2 separate regions of the Sus scrofa genome follow, and region 2 is linked to region 1. Evidence: chromatin contacts called from public HiChIP or PLAC-seq data. All regions are on one chromosome and are shown on one strand. Each heading gives the region's core, a stretch centred on a gene start, on an enhancer-like site or on the middle of the called end of the contact. The rest is flanking DNA. Distances are from core to core; before and after follow the strand shown. Region 1 has its middle 41 kb from the start of TANC2. Region 2 overlaps MARCH10 (probable E3 ubiquitin-protein ligase MARCH10).

The links. HiChIP or PLAC-seq counts read pairs in DNA pulled down with a chosen protein or histone mark.
Region 2: an H3K27ac HiChIP or PLAC-seq map of alveolar macrophages shows a contact between it and region 1. The contact joins two enhancer-like sites. A contact is called at or near these places in 1 of 47 Hi-C or Micro-C datasets (embryonic fibroblasts) and 1 of 2 datasets of contacts at active chromatin or transcription factors (alveolar macrophages).

Annotation. Positions count from the first base shown.
Region 1 is chr12:15,852,143-15,857,092 of Sscrofa11.1, reverse strand. No RefSeq gene overlaps it. Among named protein-coding and RNA genes, the nearest start is that of TANC2, 41 kb to the right of the region's middle. Within about 2 kb of position 2,227, at least 1 of the 83 cell types and tissues checked has an H3K27ac peak or open chromatin away from gene starts, as enhancers often do. A contact at or near this core is called in alveolar macrophages, where this site is marked.
Region 2 is chr12:15,980,991-15,985,753 of Sscrofa11.1, reverse strand. MARCH10 (probable E3 ubiquitin-protein ligase MARCH10) reads right to left here. Exons shown (of 11, transcript XM_005653890.3): 3 at 661-780. Among named protein-coding and RNA genes, the nearest start is that of MARCH10, 13 kb to the right of the region's middle. Within about 2 kb of position 3,418, at least 25 of the 83 cell types and tissues checked have an H3K27ac peak or open chromatin away from gene starts, as enhancers often do. A contact at or near this core is called in alveolar macrophages, where this site is marked.

The DNA.
Region 1 (4,950 bases), core at 978-3,477:
AATATCCAACAGAACAAACACTCTATAGACCAAGATCGCAAGTACAAAAGGATGAGCAGCACGGGAGAGGTCTAGCACAGCAGAAGGAAAGGGAAACAAAAAGAAGGGAAAAGTGAGCATTCAAAATTTACTTACACATAAGGCTATGTACTAGATTCCATGGCAAGTTAAAAGATAAGACATGTCCCATGGCCTCAAGGGACTTGAGATAGGATTTGCCCAAAGTCTCAGAAGTACCTAGAAAGATGCCAAGTTTGCCCTGTGTTTTACAAGAATGGTCTCATTTCATTCACACACTAACCCCACAAGGCAAGCCCTTCTGAGTCCATGTTTCTGGTGAGGAAACTGAGGCACAAAGAAGTTGCATAACTTGCTCCCTTCCAGCAAGAAGTGGAGCTGGGAGTTTATATCCACACCATTCTTAACTGCTGCCCTCTCTAGGGCAGAAAGGCTTTAGTGGACAATGGAATGCGTGTCGCCTAGAAAAATTTGTCTCTAGCAGTTAGAAGCAGAATTCACTCATTCCTCAGCCTCCTCCCAGGTCCCACAGATGTATTTTTTAACTCTATACTATTTTTAAAATTCTATTTCTTTCTTCTCTTGCCTTCCCTAGTTCCCTTTCTCCATGCTCATCTTCTCTTTCTATCCTGCTCCTCTCCCAAAGCCTGTAATACATACATAGCAAATAGTAATCGATGCTTTGTTTTCCAACTTGTCTTTTCTTTCTTGGGCCTGTGCTTGGAAGACATCAAATAGGTAACCCATCACACTGATATTTTTCCCTCTGTCCTGCATCATTCCTATTAGCTTACATAGTTAAGTACCCTCATCTTTAAAAAAAAAAAAAAAGTAACTATTTTTTAAAAACCTATCTTTGACCACAGGTGCGCCTGCAACCCTATTTCCCTATTCCCCATTTCCAGCCCCAACCTTTTTTTTTTTTTTTTTTTTTTTTTTAATGCTTAAGGTGGGGTGGGTGGAAGGAACGGAAAGACTTTTCAGGAAAAGGGAGCAGCATGAGTAACAGCATCAAGGTGGGAATAAACCTGCAGCCCCAACCTTTTTAACCAGCTGCTATTTCACATCTAATTTGAATGTTTCCAAATTAACATGCCCCTGGGGCAAGCCTTTGTTTCTGCAGCCACTTCCTTGCGTCTCCCAGCTTTCCCTATCTGGCAAGTAGCTCCTACAGGAGCCCAAAGAGTCTGGGCATCATCCATTCCTTAGTCTCCCACAATGACCCACCAACAAGATCTCTCTACTGGGTCTCTAACACACCCCAAACCCAGCTGCTCCTCTCTCTTTATCCTCATCCAAGCCACCTTTATCTTTTACCAAAATCACCATAGACACTTGGTATAATCCATTCTCCACGTGGTAGCCAGAGTAATGTTTTAAAATGCAAATCAGATAACAAGACTCCTCTGCTCAAAACCCTTCAGGAGTTCCTGCTGTGGCACAATGGGTTAAGAATTCCATAGCAGCAGCTTGGGTCACTGCACAGACTTGCGTTCAGTCCCTACCCTGGGAGAGTGGGTTAAAGATCTGGATTTGCCACAGCTGTCGTGCAGGACAGCAGCTGTGGCTCGGACTCAATTTTTGGCCCAGAACTTCCATATGCCATGGGTTTGGCCATAAAACAAAATTAAATCTTCAAAGTCATTCCATCACGTTTAGCATAACTTCTGGCTTCCAAGGCTCTTCATGACAAGGTTTCTGGTCCTCCCTCTGACCAGGTCACCCTCTCCCCTGCTCTCCGAGCCTGAGCCACAGTTGCTAGCTTTCTGTTCCTCGTGCAGGTTAAGGTTTGGTGCTTTGGCACTCTTTGCTCCCTCTCCCTGGAATATGGATTCCCTTGATCTTCCATCGATGGCTTCTTCCCCACCTTTGAGTCTCAATTCAAATGTCATCTTCTCAGAGGGGCCTTCCCTTACCACCCAGCTGAAAACATTTACTCGTCTATTCTCTATCACCCTGTCCTGTTTGACCTCATATTAGCCCTCATTACTACCTAGTGTTGCATCGCTTTGGGAGTCTATCCATATTAGAACACACAAGCTCTGTGAGAACTAGAACCTTGTCTTTCTTATGTTTTGCTATATGCTCAGCCCCTAGAATGGCACACCAATATTTAATAAATTAGTGAAAGATAAGAACCTTGAAACCTAGGACTGTTATGACTCATCAACTTCTATACAACTTTTCTCTATTGCCTAATGACCATTGCTCCATACCTTATGAGCTCTCAAAGTGTGACTCATGATGACAAAAGCATAGAATATAAATTTTCCTTAAAAATTCTGGAGCTACGAAGGGAAAGCGATCTTTTTTTTTTTTTTTTTTTTTTTTTTCCTTTTCTAGGGCTGCACCCGCGGCATGTGGAGGTTCCCAGGCTAGGGGTCTAATCAGAGCTGTAGCTGTGAAGCCTACGCCAGAGTCACAGCAACGTGGGATCTGAGCCACATCTGCAACCTACACCACAGCTCATGGCAATGCCAGATCCTTAACCCACTGAGCAAGGCCAGGGATCAAACCCACAACCTCATGGTTCCTAGTCGGATTTGTTTCCACTGTGCCACGATGGGAACTCCCGGAAAGCGATCTTAATGTATGCTTTCACTTTCATGAAAAGAAGTTTTTTTATTTAATTTTTTTAGGGGGGATGAGAGGCTTCCGAATTTTCAGCTTTCATTAATTTTGTCTGTCGCTCCTAATGAAAACTTCTGATGAAAATCCGCTGTGATAAAATAGTTATGCTAACTGCAATCCCCCAAACATGGGAATCTTTTCTAGGTTTGGGGTGCAAACCTTTGAACCAATAAGTGGTTGTCAAGTCCCAAGGGCAAAACATTCCCCAAAGCCCTTCGTCTGCCACGCGCTTACCCTCCTCCTCTTCCACCCTGTGAACTGCAGGAACAGGGAGTCGTTAGCTGTTTTGAGAACTCTTCTACCAAGAAACAGTGTCAAGAAATTCCATGCCCTAAAGAATTTTCTAGGGTTTTCCAGTCTGTATTATGAAACACTTTTAAAAAGTGGGTTATAGGCATTTTTCTATCCACTCTGTATAACTCGAATAGATTGTGTAATGCCTCATGAAGGGCCTGGATGCTCACCACCCACATCTCCCGTCTAAAACTAGGTTATGAGTAAAATGAAAACTCTGCAAAAAAAAAAAAAAATCCTTCTGCTTCTCATAAAGTCCTCAGCTCAATTCATATCTCACAGGCATAAAATCCAGATCGTATAAAGAGGTTAAGAACCTATAATAATTACTATCCAGTTCATAATGAACAGTAACAGACACTCCCTTTAAAATTGTGGAAATTCTCATTTCCACACGAAAGCCAAGAGAACACTGGCATGACGTCAGCAGGCGAGAAGACTGAAAGGATGCTTTCCTCATTTACCCAATAGCTCTTGCCCTCCTTCATCCTGGACAAAAGCAAGCCTGCCGCACCTGGGGTTCAGGGAAAATTAGGGTGGAGGAGGGGTAGGATGGAATGGAGAGGCTTTATCTAGTCTGGGAAAGTGCCCAAGTGGAAACAATTGAATACCCAATCATTTTCCCAGGAGGCTGGCAGAGTTCTCCGTAGACTGTTAAGCGTCAACCACTCTGCAAACTCTATGAAGAGATCTTTAAGGCCCTGCATTTTCCCCCTTCTGGGGAAATGTCTTCACTCCAAGAGGTTAGCCTGGGAAGATATATCCTTATCTTCAAACCACCACAACAAAGCCCCTAGTCCCCGCAGAGTGAAATTCCTGTGCTCCACCCTAATTGAGTTTAGGAAACTGATAAGACAGCTGTGAAAATAGAGTGAAAAACATTCACTCTCATTCAAATCAGCTGGCACAGTTTGCCCCTTTTTAAGAAGCGACTAGGAGGTTATTTTCCATTTTTTAAAATAGTTATAGACCAAAACACAATTACGCAACTACACTTCAATTGCAAAGTGAAATTGTCCACCCATGAGATCATATGTAGCTCATATGTATGTGTTTATTTAAAACTCTATATTTTAAAACATCCACCAAATAGAATACAATCAACTCCACGTACTCAATACCCAGCTTCAATGATTATCCACATAAATCCATTCCCCTTTAATATTCTTACAATAAAACACAAAAGGCTGCTGTGAGAAATATGCACATGTGTCTTACAGGCTGTAACATTTGTTAAGATACATAATAACTTCTTTAGAGTTTGGGGGCAAAAGACTAAAACTTCGCAAATTCTGACTAATTGGCTACAACTCTGCCCCAACTATTGAAAAAGCTGCACTATACAATTTTTAAAAGGCAGTTTTATCACTTTCAAGTTAGAGTATCATAAAAGCGTTGCCAAGGAGAGGTCCTGTCAATTTCGCTGTAATGAACAAATGCACACGAATGATAACTATAAAGTTACTACCTTTGCATGCAAATAGGTGCTTCTAAAGTAATGAAAGATGTATTCATCAGCTCAGGCTGCCATAACAAAACACCATAGACAACAGAAATTAATTTTCTCACTGTTCTGGAGGCTGGAAGTCTGAAATCAGGATGCCAGCATGGTTGGGTTCTCTTCCTGGTTTGCGGACCAACTGAGCTCACGAGGCAGAGTGAAATCAAGCAAGCTCTCTGGTTTCCCATCTTGCAAGGACAGATCCACAGATCCCACCCTCCTGACCTCACCTAAACCTAATTATCTCTCAAAAACCCTGCTTCCAAATGCCATCACATTGGGGGATGGGGCTTTAACATACAAATTAAGGGGAAACAAAATTCAGAGCAAAAGACCTGTTTTTTCCCTTCAGTTTAAGATCTTCTTGACAAATTACAATGATGTAGACTTTATTTATTTGCCTAGCCAACACTTTTAATTCATGGTACAAATCCACACTTTGGACAAGTTCATAACAAACACCGCAAATTGCACATAAGATAAACTTACTCTTCTCTTTGGGGGTA
Region 2 (4,763 bases), core at 2,169-4,668, 130 kb before region 1:
GAGAGCATTGTAATCCCTGGAATAAATGGTGACTGCCTCTCCTGCTATAGTCATTTTCATATTGCTATCATATTATATTGATCCTGTAATTATCATCCAGACAAAAATATCTGAACAATTTCTAGTTATTACATGATGCAATTTTGTACTGCATTTAACTCTATTTAAAATAAAAACTAAACAATGCAGTGGGATAGACTACTATGTCTATATATAAAAGCCTATATATATGTATGTATATACACATATCTGTATTTATACAGACAGATCAAGTAGGCATAGATCTAGGAACATAGGTATAATATGATGCTGTGCTTTAGTAGGCCCAGTGCTTCCAACACTTAAACTCAAGGAACTGCAGCATTTCTATTTGGATGGTACCTCAGAGACCATCTCCACTGGGCCCTTTATCTATAGGAAAGAGGAGTGAGGCCCATCTGGGGTGAAGAGAGAGGTCACACAGTGGAGGGGGAGCAGAGGTGGGGGGGGTGGTACCCAGGATGAGAGCTCCTGCCCCTGCCTCTCTCTGCCCTGCCTTTTAAGATTCTTCAACATCTCCTTTTTGAGTTGGCTTTTTCCGAAGTTACACACACACACACACACACACACACACACACACACACCCTGCAGCAAAAGAGCATCTCCCAGAGTTTGAAGTACCTGTTTGGAAGATGACCCACTTGAAAACCGGGATCTCCCAACAGTTGTCTCTTGCCCCCAAAACGGATCTCGTTTCTTCTCATTTGAGTCTCTTCTGTATTCCTGTCGTCTCAGACAAGCCTGGAAAACAACAACGACCACAAATGTTTCTTCAGACTTAGTCCTACGACCAGCTTTGACAGCCCCATGCTTAATTCCCGTGGCGAGGAACGCGCAGTGTGTGACGTCTACCTCTAAGTGTTCATCCACACCTGCTGCTGGGTGTGAAGACCCTCGGCCAGGCTTTACTCCCTCCTCCCTTTGCCCAAAATTCCAGGCCCAAAGCATTAGCCATTGCCTTAATAAACTCAAACAGCAAGCATACTAAGAGGCATTTTGTCAAGCACTTACCCAGCAATTGCCTTCTCAAGGAAGGAGGTACCCAGTACCCAGCATTTACGTCCCTTTCTGTTCTCATTTTCTCTCTCTCTTTTTTAAAATTGAAGTATAGTTGATTTACAATGTTGTGTTAGTTGCAGATATACAGCAAAGCGATTCAGTTATACATATATTATTTTTAGTTTCTTTTACATTATAGGTTATTATAAGATACTGAGTGTAGTTCCCTGTGTTATAGATGATCTATTTTATACATAGATCTTTTTTTCTTTCTTTCTTTTTTTTTTTTTTTGCTTTTTGGGCCATACTTGCAGTACATGGACTTTCCCAGACTAGGGGTCGAATAAAAGCCGGCCTAAGTCACAGCCACAACAATGTGGGATTCAAGCCAAGTCTGTGACCTACACCACAGCTCATGGCAACGCTGGAACCCTGACCCCCTGAGAGAGGGACAGGGATTGAACCCGCATCCTCATGGATACCAGTCAGTTTCATTTCCACTGCCCCACAATGGGACCTCCTGGTTTATAGATCTATTTTATATATATAGTGTGTATCAGTTAATCCCAAACAAGTTTATCCCCTGTCCCCACTTTCCCTTTGGTGACTGTAAGCTTGTTTTCTATGTCTGTCGGTCTATTTCTGTTTTGTATGTAAGTTCATTCATATCATTTTTTAAGATTCTATATATGTGATAGCATATGATATTTGTCTTTGTCTGGCTTACTTCACTTTCAACTGATATTTTCATATTGTGATCCTAAATTTTATAGTCACGCTATTCCCTAAAGTATACCTTGATAAACATTTTATGACCCGAAAAAAAGGGAAGTGCTTACTTCCCTTCCAACTGATGGTTTAAATACTCCAAAAGGGTAAAACTTCTTGGAGCATTTCAACAGGTCCAATGACTGAACTCTTTCCTCTGCCAGAGTGGAATTATCCACTGCTACAGTAAAGAAATGCAGCGTAAAGACAGACAATATTATCTTTAAGGTAGGCCTGATGTCTTCTTCTTCCTGCCTGGGTTGGGAAAGGAAAGATTTCTTCTGCCTCAGTTCCCCTCTGTTAGGAAATCCATCTCCTTCCTTGATGTAGGAGGACGTGCCAGAATCTCACGGCCACGGGAAAGCCCAATATTCTGCTAGAGGTTAAGAGCGGAAATGACCCGACATTAACAAAACATTTAACACTTGGACCTGGGAACAGAGAGTCCATTACTCTCTGCTTCACAACTGATTTGCAGGTGAGGCACAGGTGTCTGGGCTCCTCCAGAACAGCCAGTGGTACCTGCAGCAGGTGGAATCCTGGATTTCTAGGAGAGAGGTGTGCTTTCACCCCACCTTGCTCAGAAATGGAGAACACTCCAGAATGGTGGGGTTTTCCCTTTGGGTTTGTTAATTTCAAAAAACGATGCCATATGGATAAGCAAGCTCTTTTAACAAACAGCATTTGTTTTTAATAAATAAGAAAACACCCCCGATACTGTACTAAATAAGTTAAATAAATATCAAATGATAAAATAAACCAAGCTAAAACCTAAAGAGTCAGCCAGAGAGTTTAATGACACTCAACGAGATATGGGCCTCTTTTTGGTATTCCTTTACGATGACTTCAGATTGGAGCTCCTGCTGGGGAGGTGCCCCTGCGTGGAGTGTTGTTTCCCGGGGCAGCAGATGTCTCTGTTACCCTAACCAACTCCTATTAAAGACAAGAGAAGAAAACGCTGATGGGCTGAAAGTGGAGGAGCCCGTGTTAGCAACTGCACGCAGGATCGAGGCAGATTTTGTGGGAAGAACAGAATTCTTGTGGGCTGAGTGTTTTTTGAAAATTCTCTCCAAGAATGCATGCGACTTAAATATTTCTTTACCCAAAGGGGAGGAGGAATAGAATGGTTTGCAATGTTGAAAAAAAAAATGCCCCCCCCCGCCTCTGGTGCCTTATCCCCCCCGCCATGGGGGAGCAGAAGAAACCAGTGGCAAGGGAGGTGCCTCCTAATTTTTATCTTGCTCCAGTCAAGCAATCTTTCCATGTAAATCAAGTGTTAGTCTTCTCGACGTGAACAGCTTTGCTGAGAAGGAACAGGGACAGAGCCAAGCCCGGATTTCCAGTCCTGGAAACAGCAAAAACCTAGCTGTACTTCCCTCCACCCTCAGGGGCTAGTTTTCTTGTTATTTGTAAATGTGAGTGGGTTTTGCTTCGTTTTGGGTTTTTTGATGCTGATGTTTCTGCCGTGAGGGTCCTGAAAGGGGCAGAGGAGTATGAAATCCACAGGCTGGGGAGGGGGGATAGATTTGTAATTCATTGTCACCAGGGGCTCCCCTTACCTTGGAACTTTATTTCCCTTTCGGTTTCAAGTGTCTGAAGCTAGACTGCTATAAATAAGTTTTTGGTCACATGAACATGTGACAAAACTGGCTGAGGGCAGTCTTGTAATGAGAGGCTTCAGGTAACTTCCTGTTTCTTTCCGGCAGAACTGGGGCTTCTTCCTTCACTCCTCCTCTGGTGTCGCTCCCCCTCTGCGCCCCCTCACCCCCCAAGCCCATCCCTCTGACTGCAGCACGCGTAGTTAGGCTACCTTCTGTGCAGAAGCTACCATTGCGGGGGGGTGGGGGTGGGGGCAGAACACAGAATGTGCATATATGCCTGTGGGGGATGACGTGAGTTTTGTGACTCACCGTCGCAATCCGGGTAAACATGACAAACCCCAGCTCTGCCACTTTTCTAGCATCGTGACCTTGGGCAAGCTGACTAACTCCATTGATTCTTGCTTCCCTCATCTCTGAGAGGGAGATGTCCCTGGGCTGCCTGATTGCTGGGAGAGCAAGAGGCATTGTTGATAAGACGCTTAGCAGAGTGAATGGCTCGCAGTGAACATGCAGTAAAAGTGGTCAATAAAACTCATCATTATTACCATCAACTTCACCACTGTCATCATCATCACTGCTGTCACCATCATCATCACTGTCTTCATCATCATCAGCATCCATCAGCAGCATCATCCTCTCCATCATCAGCAGCATCATCCTCTCCATCATCAGCAGCATCATCCTCTCCATCATCACCAGCATCATCCTCTCCATCATCACCAGCATCATCTTCTCCATCATTACCATCCTCAGATCAGGCTTAATCCCACTCCTTAGTTCATTCCTTTTTCTCAAGTCAGCCTTTGCCACATAATGTGATTCTGATCGTGGTCACAGAAGAAGAAAGACTCTTTTTTTTTATCTAGGCCTGAAGTTCATCCTTGTTTTTCTGTCCTGGAAGCAGAGGTCTGCTTTCTATGCCTGCCCGTCCCTCTCCTGGGGCAGCCAGCTGAGGAGACCCTGCTCCCAATCACTCAGGGTCCCTCTGGGAACTGCTTTTTCTTCAGACAGCTTTCTGAACCCACAGGGATGCTCAAACTTTCTTCTTCTGTTCCTTTTATTATCAGCCCCATTCTTCTGGTCGTCATCCAGGCTCCTGGTCCCTCAAGAAGCCATGTCCCACAAGAATGTTTCCCAGCCTCAGGGTTCTGGTCTGAAAAGCACTGTGACTATGACCTAACTCTGCATCTTCAGCTGTGACCTCTGTCAAGGTTATTGTTAGTTGAACTCCGCAAGCATTTTGGGAAGGAAGACTTGCCATTGCCTTCAGTTGCTTCTTTTTTGTTATTCTTATGATCCAACATGCTTACCTCAGAGCTTTGGGTCTTAACTACCACTGGTGACATTATTAAAGTC